Regions from separate parts of the Lactuca sativa genome. Here region 1 is linked to region 2. A link is a contact called in public Hi-C data. All regions are on one chromosome and are shown on one strand. The core of a region is the stretch at or near the end of the contact, and the rest is flanking DNA. Distances in the headings are between cores, read along the strand shown. Region 1 holds the start of LOC111876265. Region 2 holds the start of LOC111876229 (E3 ubiquitin-protein ligase SINAT3).

Evidence for each region. Hi-C and Micro-C count contacts between places; a contact is called where the count stands out from the background.
Region 1: a contact with region 2 is called in a Hi-C map of leaf, with 3 times the contacts expected there. The contact joins the promoter of LOC111876265 here to the promoter of LOC111876229 in region 2. A contact is called at or near these places in 2 of 4 Hi-C or Micro-C datasets (leaf and seed).

What each region holds. Positions count from the first base shown.
Region 1 is chr8:7,177,111-7,183,718 of Lsat_Salinas_v11, forward strand. LOC111876265 reads left to right here and starts at 4,388. Exons shown (of 42, transcript XM_023872820.3): 1 at 4,388-4,569; 2 at 4,916-4,989; 3 at 5,152-5,251; 4 at 5,483-5,560; 5 at 5,677-5,789; 6 at 5,930-6,023. The coding sequence starts at 5,155.
Region 2 is chr8:6,722,034-6,728,081 of Lsat_Salinas_v11, forward strand. It overlaps LOC111876229 (E3 ubiquitin-protein ligase SINAT3), which reads left to right and starts at 2,891. Exons shown (of 3, transcript XM_023872767.3): 1 at 2,891-3,391; 2 at 3,779-4,165; 3 at 4,249-4,730. The coding sequence starts at 3,188. The coding sequence ends at 4,611. It overlaps LOC111876207 (CLP protease regulatory subunit CLPX1, mitochondrial), which reads left to right. Exons shown (of 14, transcript XM_052766052.1): 12 at 1-84; 13 at 165-293; 14 at 373-611. The coding sequence ends at 462.

The DNA of each region.
Region 1 (6,608 bases), core at 3,138-5,637, 460 kb after region 2:
CTGTTTCCTATAGAGAAAAAAGTGAGTTTAGAAGCATTCAAGATATACAAATAACTTTCACCGATATACAATAAAAGCAAAAAGCTTTAGATCATCACATATTAAAGCTTTTTCAGTAAGCTCGTTCACGCAACCAATATATCCACCACAATAAAGTTGTTTGATTATCAACAAATGTCCTAATTTTTTGAAGAAAAAAAATGTTCAATTTGGCCTACAAACAATTAGCCCATAACTTCATGCAAAAATCCATCTGAAACTCATAACTTGAAAGAGCCACTACAATACTAAACATTTTCAGATTGCATTACCTGGACCAAAACCAACGGAATGAGCAAAAAGAATTAAGGAAAATAACATCAACATCTGAAAACTGAATCTTAACCCCAAAACAACATCCTTTTAGGCCTCCCTTCTTTTAAAGCAGTTGATGTTGTAATCAATCAATTTGGAATAATGGTTCATATAAAAGGTGCCTATATGTACAAATAACAACATAAATGCAGGAAAATTAAGATTCAAAAAATTTCAATCTTTATGAAATAAAAAAAGTCATCCGGTCCATATACTCACATGGATCTCATTCGTATTTTGATACTGGTGACATGCATTGTCTTTAGATTTGAGGATGCCAGAGATGAATGAAGAAGACAAAAATTTGGAAAAATAATTCCTTTCATTCAACAATAGTGGAAGTAACTCCTAACTGAAAAAGGAATTGACCTAAGCATAGTGTTTCGTGGTGAGAATTACCTAAAAAAACAAATTTATCGCTTGAGCATGTACAATCATCGCTCCTTACAAATCTATCAGAGTTTAGGGCTTTCGTTGGTTGAGACCCGATTTCTACAGTTGGTAGATGATGACGGCGAAGGTGACAGGAGAAGTGGAAGCCAAAGTTTCAAAGAAAAAGGGGGAGCGGTGAGAGGTATCAATTGACAGAGCCATGGTTTTTCCCGGTCTTCTTATCCACTGGCGGCAATGTCGATATTTTTCCCCATATAAGTCCATAGGTTGTGGTAGTAGTGGGAGTGAACATAATGGAACTCACCGCAAGACTTTGCACTTCATTATCTCCGATGACCTATACATCACAAAAACACAAAACGATAACTGTAACAACGAAAAACATAAATGCGAGATTTGAAAAAAAAGGCGTAAAGCCCTACTCGTATACAAAAATAGATGGGAGCGAACACGACGTCAAATTGAGAATTGGTTCTCTTTCAAGTTTTTAAGAAAATACGAATTTGATAGACAACAATTGAAAATATATTAAACGGTGATAAGACGAAGGCAAACGATTAACAATGATTAAAATCTGTCCTCTTCTGATTGGAAGACCCAACGGTGGACAATAGGTGCCGAGCAGCGGAGGACAACAGATGGCCGAAGGTGAATGGAACAGTCACTATTCCTAAACGCGATGTCCTTTAAATATGTATATTAATTTGGGCTCGTTAATATTTGGACCGCTAAAAACCGATGCACAAGTCTATTATAGGGTTTATGGATGATTCAAACCTAATTTAGTGTATTAATATTTTGTATTCCATATTTCCATTTCCATCAGGCGTAAGCCAACAACCTAGACCTAATGCTCGTACCCCATCAGTGATCCGACTCTCTCCTTCACGGGTTGAGCCACAACTTCAGCAATCAGCAATAGCAGACTAGCAGTTCACCCCTCCCATTCACCACGATAACGACATTCACAACGGCCTACACACATAATCTAAGTCGATCTACGCACACAACATTTTGGGAAGATTTTGTTGAAAGACCAGTTCAGTTTATTCGTCTCCTACCTCTGAATTCTTAATCGTCGCTGCATCACAGATTCACATCCTTGTCGCCGAACCATCTTAGCCTCTCAGGTAAGTTTCGAATATGTTCTTTTTCTTCCATCTCCTACCTCCGAATTACAAAAACTATACTCGATGATCACTCTGTTTATGCTCTTTGTCTTTATTACAACTAAACCTTCAATGTTAGTACAATAAGTTTCTAAGCCGCCTTATTAAACCTTCAAACATTTCCTATACCAATTATCAACTTAGACACATAAATAGTCTGTAAAACTGTAATGTTAATACAGTAAACAATGATAATTATGTTGGATTAGTGTCTAAGTCCATAACTATTTTGGTATGTACTTGACCCGATGGTGCATGGTCCTTTTGGGTTGCCTTCACCAAAGCAACTTGATAGGATGAATTATGGAGAGAAATGATTAAATATGATTTATTAATATATTATGGGAATAATATATTAAAGGAGAAATCATATTGTTTAATTAATATTAGTCAATAATTAATTGATAATTAGTTTTGTGACTAAAAGAGATTAATTAAACTTAAGGGACTGGAATTGTAATTATAAGATAATTGCAATTTGGGCCATGGATTGCCTTATATTAAGGAGTGGACGAATTCTATGGGGAAACCCATAAGGAAATCGTCCAAGGCCCTAATTAAAGGAGTCTATGGGTTGCTTAGGGCTTAAGCATCCAAATTAGGGTTTCCTTGTTAGATAACCCTAATAGCCTCACTATATATAAGACCCTTATGACCCAAAAACGTGGCTAAGACTTCTTATAGGGTTTCACATGTTTTTGGGCAGCCTCCATCCTCTCTCCTCTTCATCCTCTTGCTCTTGGTGTTTGTGAACCATTAGAGGAGTGACATTTGTGGCTCTAGGCTTTCTAAAGTCAATACAAGGAGATTTGGGATTGTTATTACTACATAACAATCAAGGTAACATCTTAAACCTATTCTTATGTTAATATGATTACTTGTATGCTAGAATTAGGGTTTATAGTCTTGGATAACTTGCATGTACAATAGAGAAACCTAGATCCAAACATTAGGGTTTGTATGAGCACATAGGATGTTCTTAGGACCAAAACCCATCAAATTACTAGTAGAAAAATGATAACCATAGCCGAAAATATAGCCTACCATATGTATCACTTGTTGGTAATATTTTTTAAGCATAATTTTTTTGGATTATTTTTGTTAAACACGATTCCATATTACCATATGTATCACTTATTATATACTATATAATAATAAATTTAACAAGTGATACATATGGTAATATTTTTTAAGAAATTTGTCGATAAATTATTATTATATAGCCGGGAAAATGACTCTTAAGGGTAACTAACTGTTGCGTTTGTTCTCATTTGGTCCCTTTCATTTTTTTTTTTTGTACTCAATATACCATCAAACTTGTTATTTGTGTTCACCATAACCCTTTTGACCGACTTTTGACCCGTGATTGCCGGTCAAAGGGTTATGGTGAACACAAACAACAAGTTCGATGGTATATTGAGTACAAAAAAGGGACCAAATGAGAATAAATGCAACAGTTGGTTACCCTCCTGATTCATTTTCCCTTTACTCATTTACAACAAATTTCACATCATCTCTTGCTGATATTAATGACTTTATGAACTTCATTTTTGCTTCTCTTCAAAACATAATCCACGAAAGAACATTATTCATACATGTACAACTTTGTAATGCACTTGAATATTTATTAGGGGAATCTTGACTAAGCAGCTGCATTTCATGACTACATTTACATTTCTAATCAAATGATTTATCATATAATGGACTCTAGACAAGTCTACAAACGAGTGGAATCACAAGTGTTTTGATTTTTTAGTTTACTTAGCTTTAAGATCGAATTCATGGGATAAGATACAACATCAATATGTACAATATCATGCAGCTTTTACAGACACATCACCATAATATACATTGAGGTAAACGTTTATGCTGATAAATATACCTCTCATATACAATCATATCCTTTTGTAGAGAGGTGTTGACAGCTAATCACAATAAGTATAACATAGACAATGTTTTAACGAAGTTACCCATCCGAAACGCTTTTCATATACGTTATGGCCAAAGAAGGTTGCAATATTTGATAATTTTGCAACTTTAATTTCATTTAACTTTTTGAGGAAAATGATTCAAGAGGGTAACCAACTGTTGCGTTTGTTCTCATTTGGTCATTTTTTTTTTGTATTCAATATACCATCGAACTTGTAGTTTGTGTTCACCATAACCTTTTGATCGAGTATCACAAGTCAGATACTCGATCAAAAGGTTATGGTGAACACAAACTACAAGTTCGATGATATATTGAATACAAAAAAAAGGATCAAATGAAAACAAACACAATAGTTAGTTACTCTCCAGAGTCATTTTCCCTTATATAGCCTACCATATGTATTATTTGTTGGTAATATTTTTTTAAATCATAGGTTTTTTGGATTATTTTTGTTAAACACGATTAGTTTAATAAATATCTTTAACTTAAATCTGATCATAAATCAGAAATAGAGAGAAAGAGACACAAGTACCACCGCAATTCGCCCCCTTTTAAACCCCTTTTTTTAAACTGTTTTGGCATCGGCAATTCTGATGCTTCTTGTTCACGTCTATAATCACAAGCTCATTGCTCGTGCGTCGTTTCACATTCCTGTGTTCGAAGAATTTGAAAAAGAAACCCTCCAATTCTTCATCGTCTTCTCGAAGGCAGACTCCTAAATCGGTAATCTTCTCTCTCTTCTCTCTTCCTTCGCCGTCCCGCCCTTCTTCCGGCATCCACTACTTAGACACATCACCACCTCTCTCTCCGTCTTCTTTTCCTCTTCCTATATGTTAATTCTTCATCTTAAATCGCATCTTCTTATGGTTCAACCACCGCCGTTTCCTCTAACATAGCCTTCTTACCTGTATTGACCACGGATGCAAACACAGTTCTTTGTTGCATGTCATGTGTTGATACTGTTTTCTGTAGCCCGATTTTCTATCTGTAATTTATCAGTTAGGGTTTTTGGTAGTTATATACTTAAGCATCTTCTTTTTGTTTCTGATTTTGATTTTTTTTTGCTTAGGTTAACTCATGAATGTCAGTCATTTGATCATATAGTAGCCCCATGCTAATTTGGCACGGAGGTTGCTGACTTAGGTAATACATTACTGTGATGTTGATGCATTTTTGTATTTTTATTGACGCAGTTATCATCATAATGGTTTAACTACCAATTCAATTTGCCAATCATAATGGTTTAACTGTACTAACATTGAAGTTTTATAGACTATTTATGTTCTGAATTGATAATTGGTATAGGAAATGTTTGAAGGTTTAGTAAGGCAGCTGATATTAGGTTATCTTGGCCAATATATTAAAGATATACACAGAGAACAACTCAAGATCACACTGTGGAATGGTAAGTCACCAGTTTCTATCATGACCTTTTTTTGACTTAGTTTGTTATTAATGGCTTGCTACTTTCACTATTATCAGCACAATATATTTACTTTTTATTCATCTACATTTATGTAGTTTGAAGGGTATAACAACATAAGCAGAATACTCATACCATTGTTACCACATTAATGGTTGACCATATGCAATGAATTTCTTATACTATTGACTTTTTACGCTCCCTTTAATGCAGAGGAAGTGTTCTTAGAAAATGTGGAGTTAATTCTAGAAGCTTTTGATTATCTAGAACTTCCATTTGCTCTAAAGCAAGGTGATCGATATCAACCTTAAACTTGCAATACTTATTTTACTTTGTTATTTCTGGGATGTGGTTTTTCATGTTTGAGCTATGGCTGTGATGATTTAACATTTGTGAGTGCTTGATAGGTCGGGTTGGGAGGCTAAGCATTAGAATTCCTTGGAAAAAGCTTGGGTGGGACCCTATTATAATAATTTTGGAGGATATATTAGTTTGTGCCTCTCAACGTGAGGATGAAGAGGTAAGTGATATCTCATATCAAGATATGAGTATTGTACATCTCCATCATATTAGATAACTTTACATTGCATGGGCCCAGGGTTTCCCTGCCAGGTCAGCTTACCACAAAAAAACTAATTTAAACAGCTATTTTTTTTGTAGTGGAGTGTTGATGATGTTGAAAGACGAGAATTTGCTGGAAAAAAGGCCAAACTTGCTACAGCAGAACTGGCAAAGTTATCACAACGTGTGTGTGGTGAGTGACTGCTATCCACCTATAGCTATAGGTTACATTGTTATAACTCCTGTTTTTCATTGTGCATTAGAATGATATGCATCCATGTATCTAGAGAAGTCCAATCTTTGTAGTTTAGTGAAAATGCAACCATGTTTTGTCTGTCCTATATATAAATTTGGCAGCTTTTTCTTCACTGTTGTCGGTTTTAAAATTTCTTAGATCTTCCAGAGTTGTTTAAGATCATCCTTTTACTATACTTTTTAATAGTTGTAGGTAAAAGTGAGTGTTAGTTAATCATAGTTATATTCACTGTTTATTTATCTACTTCTTTCATCCCAAGAAGATAAGTTTGATTTGACAATATACAATAAAAATGTTGGGTATTGGTCAAATATCTAAAATGTTCCTTAATGAGGGCAAAATAAAGAAAAAAACTAGACCTCAATCAAGTTTGCAGATATTAAGTGATGATAATTAATGGAAAAAGCAGGTGAAGAAATGCTGTTTGTCGTATATGGAGATATGGGATTGGTGACATTCTGGGACACAACTTTTTTTTTTTTTTTTTTTTTGCATAAAAACAGCAAATATTTTTTCACATTT
Region 2 (6,048 bases), core at 1,641-4,140:
GCAAGGAAAGCAATAACTAAGAACACTGGGGCCCGTGGTTTGAGGGCCTTATTGGAAAACATATTGATGGATGCCATGTATGAGGTTTGTAGCTAAAGATTATTATTATTATTAATATTTTTTGTAATGAAATGATAGAATGATAATTTATGAATGTATTGCAGATTCCTGATGAAAGAACAGGTAAAGATGTAATAGATGGTGTGGTTGTTGATGAGGAGGCAGTTGGGAGTGGTGCTAAAATCCTCCATGGTCAAGGTGCTCTTGCCCATTATCTATCACAGCATTTACAGGTAACTTAAAAGGCTACATCCTGTTTTTGATTAATTCATGTTACTACAAAAAGATTTACGGTTGATTTTCTCTTTGCAGACAAGCGCAGATACGGCGGCAGATGGTGGAGCCGAGGCAGAGATGGAGGCGGAGGGGGAGGCAGAGTTGCCTTCTATTGCTGCCATGTAAATCATGGGAAAGATTGTATCAGTCACCATGTGTATGTATATAGATGATATGTACTAATTTAAGCTCTAATGAGAGACATTAATTTAATAATTAAATTTATGTTGGATGCTTTCATCATTATTACAATCAAATGTCAATATGTTGTATCATATCAGTAAAATAACATAATATAACTTTTTTTTTTCATACAATGAATCCAAGAGAATAAATGTCATGACATTGTTAGCTTCATTTATTCTCCTCCCTACATACGTACTTGATGTACACCCTGTCATAGTATTTTAATTTTAGCATCTCATAAAAGCTACATGTTTTAACGAGTTGGTCAACTCGGGGTTGACTTATCAGTTCAAGATTAAGCAAAGTAGTCAGTTTGATGTCTTCAAAACTACTTGCAACCTTTTGAAACCCGTTATTTTTGTCATCTTTATTTATTTTCCGGATAATATAAGTATAAATACTCACACTACAACGCCCTTTGGAACACTTAAAATATTGAACTATCCCAATACAAGAAACATGGTACATTGAATATTCTTTTATGCATGCCTAGGATAATTGTTTGTGGTAACCTAAACATATAGTTAATTTTTTATGGAATAGGATACAATGTAATAAAGAATAGAAGTATATTACTATTTATTTTTCTATTTAACCTAATTAGGGATAACAAAAGAGGTGTTGAAGTTGGTAATATTTTGTGTTCGGTTTGTTTGGAATAACCATAGGTCATTGATCATGTGTTGTTGAACTAGCGGAGCTAGGTGGTTCCCGGAGTAGCCTGGGATGTTCCTAAAAAAAATTTCAGTAGTATAGTTTTTTCTGATTTTTTTTTTCAGTAGTGTAAGTTTTTTCGGAAATTTTTTGGGGATACCCTTTACTCCCCTTTACTTTGATTCTGGCTCTGCAGTGTATGGAAGTATACCACTTCAAGTTTAGTTTGGGAGAAGGTCTTTGCTTGGTTAGATTTTGAAGTCCCTTAGGTGGGAATGTTAGGTGATGTGTTTGAATGGATTGAGGAGCTACATAAAGGGACTGGAAGTGTTAGAAACTATTACGTGTGTGATGACTTGGGTAAAAGATACATTTTTTGATTTTTTGATAGTGTAGCGGAATATTCGTTTTTTTGGATTGTTAGTTGGAATCTTAAGTTCTAAAATCCTCTTTTAGTTTGTTCGTTGTAATTGATTTGTTTTGTTAGCTCCTTAATAGTTTGTTTATAATAATTATTTAGCTAAAAAAACATATATATTTTTGAATATGAGATGATGGGTAAAAGAAGGATGGAGATGGAGGTTATTTAGCTATGAGACACATACCCAATAATTTTGATGCTTATACACCAAGGATTTGTTGATGGTGCCAACCTAACACTACCCTCAATTCACTCATCATTCTCTTTTTGCTTTATAAACTTAGGCAAACCATATGCTTTATTATCTTTTTGCTTCTTGATTAATCTTAATAATTTATTAAATATGCCGGGTAGATAATATAAACTCAACTTTCTTATTCTATTTGGAAAATAGTTTTAAATGTCCAAATGAACCACCATTTCCATTTATTTTATGTCACCAATAAGGATATATTTAAGCATATATAGTTGAATACTTTGTTTAATTTTGTCTTGCGATATGTGAAGTAAAATACTGATCTTCTTTATAATATTATGAACATTCTTATAATGTTTATGACTTTGATGAATATATCTGGTAAAAATCTTGATTTGTTTAGAGTTAAACAAAGAGTATTATAATATTAGATGTGTAAAAGTACATAATAGCCAAGTCAAATAGCGACATATATGTTATTACTTTGACTAAAATTTATTTTTCATAACAGCTAAATTTTATTTTCTATCTGAACCAGGATATATATACACTGCCGTGTTATTTTCTAAAATTAGATTTTTTTTTTTAGTTTTATTCTTTTATGATAATAAATATCGAGTAAAACAAAACTTGAAGCAACCCCCTTTTATATAAAATCTTGACGTAGTTTATTTGATAAAGAAAATGGTTCTAGAGTAGCTTTTGTCTTATTTTAATATTAATCTTGGTTTATACGTAATAAAAGTAACATCCTTTGTCATAAAACATATAACATAAAACAAATACTATAATGGAATATATAATCTTAAAAAGTAACTAACTATTTATTATAAATAATTAAAGGAAAAAAAAACCTTAAATATATATATATATATATATATATATATATATATATATATATATATATATATATATATATAAAAAAACATAAATGAATGTATTGAACTTTTTATATCATCAAATAAAAAAATGAAATAATTAGACCAGATAAATTATATGAGCCGTCGGTTCATTGAATCTGAATGAGTTCAAAAAAATTCAACGGCGATGCTTACACCTCTCGTCCTATGGGTATAATAATAATACTCAATACTCATACAGATACAAAGAGAAAGAGAGAGAAATACAGGGGTGTTGCGGTTGTGGTTGGGGTTGGGTTGACAGAGAGAAGAAAAGAACCTCTTTCTTACAGAGACAGAGAAAAAGGTGTTTGGTTTGGTTCATTCCATAAATCGATCTGTTCGTCGCTTTTCTGTTGTTGCCATCTTCGCCCTTTTTCGCATTTTTCTTCAAATCGGAGATCAGAAGACGGAGTTTGAATCCTTATTTGGATTATTGAATTCAAAAGATTGGGTGTTCAATTTGGATTTGTCAATCAAGAACAAGGGCTATCTATGGATTTGGATAATATAGAGTGCGTGTCTTCTTCGGATGGAATGGAAGACGAAGAGATCCACACCCACCAGTTCTCTTCAAAACCTCACAATAATAATAATAACATCGGAATACTACCCTCTGGATTGACTCCCGCTACAAGCGTTCATGAATTGTTGGAGTGCCCTGTTTGTACTAATTCTATGTACCCTCCAATTCACCAGGTTTTGCAATCGATTCCCCCTTTTTTTTCATCCCGTCTAATCATTGTTTCTTGTTGATTTAGCGTATCATGTTTGATTTGATTTGATTGATTGAGAAAAAATAGGGAAATTTCATTTTCAACTTTGATACCATACTGGATTGGATTACAGTTTGTCTGATTTCTCTTAAGAAAATGGATTGAAATTCTGCGATTCAGATTTGAAATTGTACACGTAGTAATACGGATGTTGGATTCTTATAAAATTATATAATTAGTGGATTGATTTGTTGATTTTAGAGGAACAAGAACAATTTTGAATTATAGTTTGGTTTTTTTTTTTTTGTGTTGATAGAATTATTACAAAGAGTTGTTGAGTTGTTGAAGTTGGTTGTTTACATTTATACAGTGTCACAATGGACACACATTATGCTCGACCTGTAAAACAAGGGTACACAACAGATGTCCTACATGTAGACAAGAACTGGGTGATATCAGATGCTTAGCTTTGGAAAAAGTTGCAGAATCACTGGAACTTCCCTGCAGATATTTTTCATTGGGATGCCCAGAAATCTTCCCATATTACAGCAAACTAAAGCATGAAGCTTTATGCAACTTCAGACCCTACAACTGCCCATACGCCGGATCTGAATGTTCAGTCACCGGAGACATTCCTTTTCTGGTTACCCATCTCAGAGACGACCACAAAGTCGACATGCACACAGGCTGTACTTTTAACCACCGTTATGTCAAATCCAACCCCCGTGAAGTTGAAAACGCTACCTGGATGCTAACAGTGAGTTCACTTCACTTTTCCCCTGATTTCTGATTTCCGATTTTAGGGTTTTCTCTTTAATGGGGTAATGTGATGTTTGGCAGGTGTTCCATTGTTTTGGGCAGTACTTCTGTCTTCACTTTGAGGCGTTTCAGCTAGGGATGGCACCTGTTTACATGGCGTTTCTTCGATTCATGGGGGATGAAGCAGATGCAAGGAATTACAGCTACAGTTTAGAGGTCGGAGCCAACGGGAGGAAACTGATTTGGGAAGGAACACCGAGGAGTATCAGAGATAGCCATAGGAAGGTAAGGGATAGTCATGATGGGTTGATTATACAGAGAAACATGGCGCTCTTCTTCTCCGGTGGTGACAGGAAAGAACTCAAACTTAGGGTTACAGGGAAGATATGGAAAGAACAACAGAATCTGGAAACTGGGGTTTGTATTCCTAATCTATGTAGCTGAGATTTAGGGTTTAATCTCCTTTTCTTTTCTTCCTTTCAATGTGTTTGATGAATGAATGAATGATTCAGGTTTCTTGTGTACGTAAAGATTCAGGTTGTTATAGCTATTCTATTTCTTCATCTTGTTTATTCAAGGGTAAATTGCTTAAGACACAGTTTACAAAATTTTTGATTTTACAATGTTGTTCCAGTTTCTCTCTATTACCCTATGTCACATAGATTGTCGCCGAACAAGTTGGACATGGATTGAAGTTTGCTATAACAACCTGAATCTTTTAAAAGCACTAATGGAGTTGTGGTCTGCATTTACTTTTCTATTTTCTCCCAAACTGTTCTCTCACGAAGCAAAAAAACAAGAAATCTACAAAATCTTTTTTTTTCCTCGCTTCAAAGTTCTCCTTCCATAGTGTTCTTTTATCGAGAGAAATTGCAACCAAAACACTACTTTCGGCAAGAAACAAGGTTGAACTGGATTTTGACATGGGAAAGGAATAATAAAAATCTCTTTCTTGAAACAATGTATATACAATTTGCCACTCACAAAGGTAATATTAGGCCCTTAAATGGCAATATTATGTGGTGGCCCAAAACCCATTACAATAAGCCATTACCATCAAGTGCTAGAAGAATTGCCACGGAGGCCTAAAACAGAAAAGAAACACATATTACATAGGAGGATGGAAGATATAATAGACTACGAGCTAATGGTGGCACACAAATTTACACAAACTAATGGAAATAAGGACATACAAAAATAAAAAACTAACACCACCAAAAGAGAAAAAGTAGTAGGAAGACCATTAAAAACAAGTCCGACTGAGACAAGCACGAGCTAGTTAAAGATCTAGAACTGGAACAAACACTCAGAGAAAGGTACTAAGATTAGAACCTTTACCTTTTACGTAATATGTGATCGTAACATTAATGTACTTTACTTAGTTATCAGGGCAACGAGAAGATAGATGAAGGTGTTGTAGGTAGGGGATGTGCATTTTGACCGGATATCTAAACCGAGACCAAAACTTAGACCGGACCGACCCGAATAAATTATTTGGGTTGGTTTTCGGGTATGTATTTTTGCCACATTCGGGTTTTGGGTCATTCGGTACGGGTTACCCAAATAAAGGTTTAATCGGGCCAAAAAAACCGACCCGGAAACTGAATAGTCACTTAAACCAAATAATCCAAATAAACTGAAATGACCCGAATAACCCAAATAAACCGAAATGACCCGGATAACCCAAATAAGGAAATTCTATATCTAGTTCAAGAAAAAAATATTAATTAATATTTTTTTTCTTGAACTAGATATAGAATTTCCTTGTTTGGGTTATCCGGATCATTTCGGTTTATTTGGGTTATTCGGGTTATTTCAGTTTATTTGGGTTATTCGGTTCAAAAGCATAGTGTAGATGTTTATTTGGGTTATTTCGGTCAT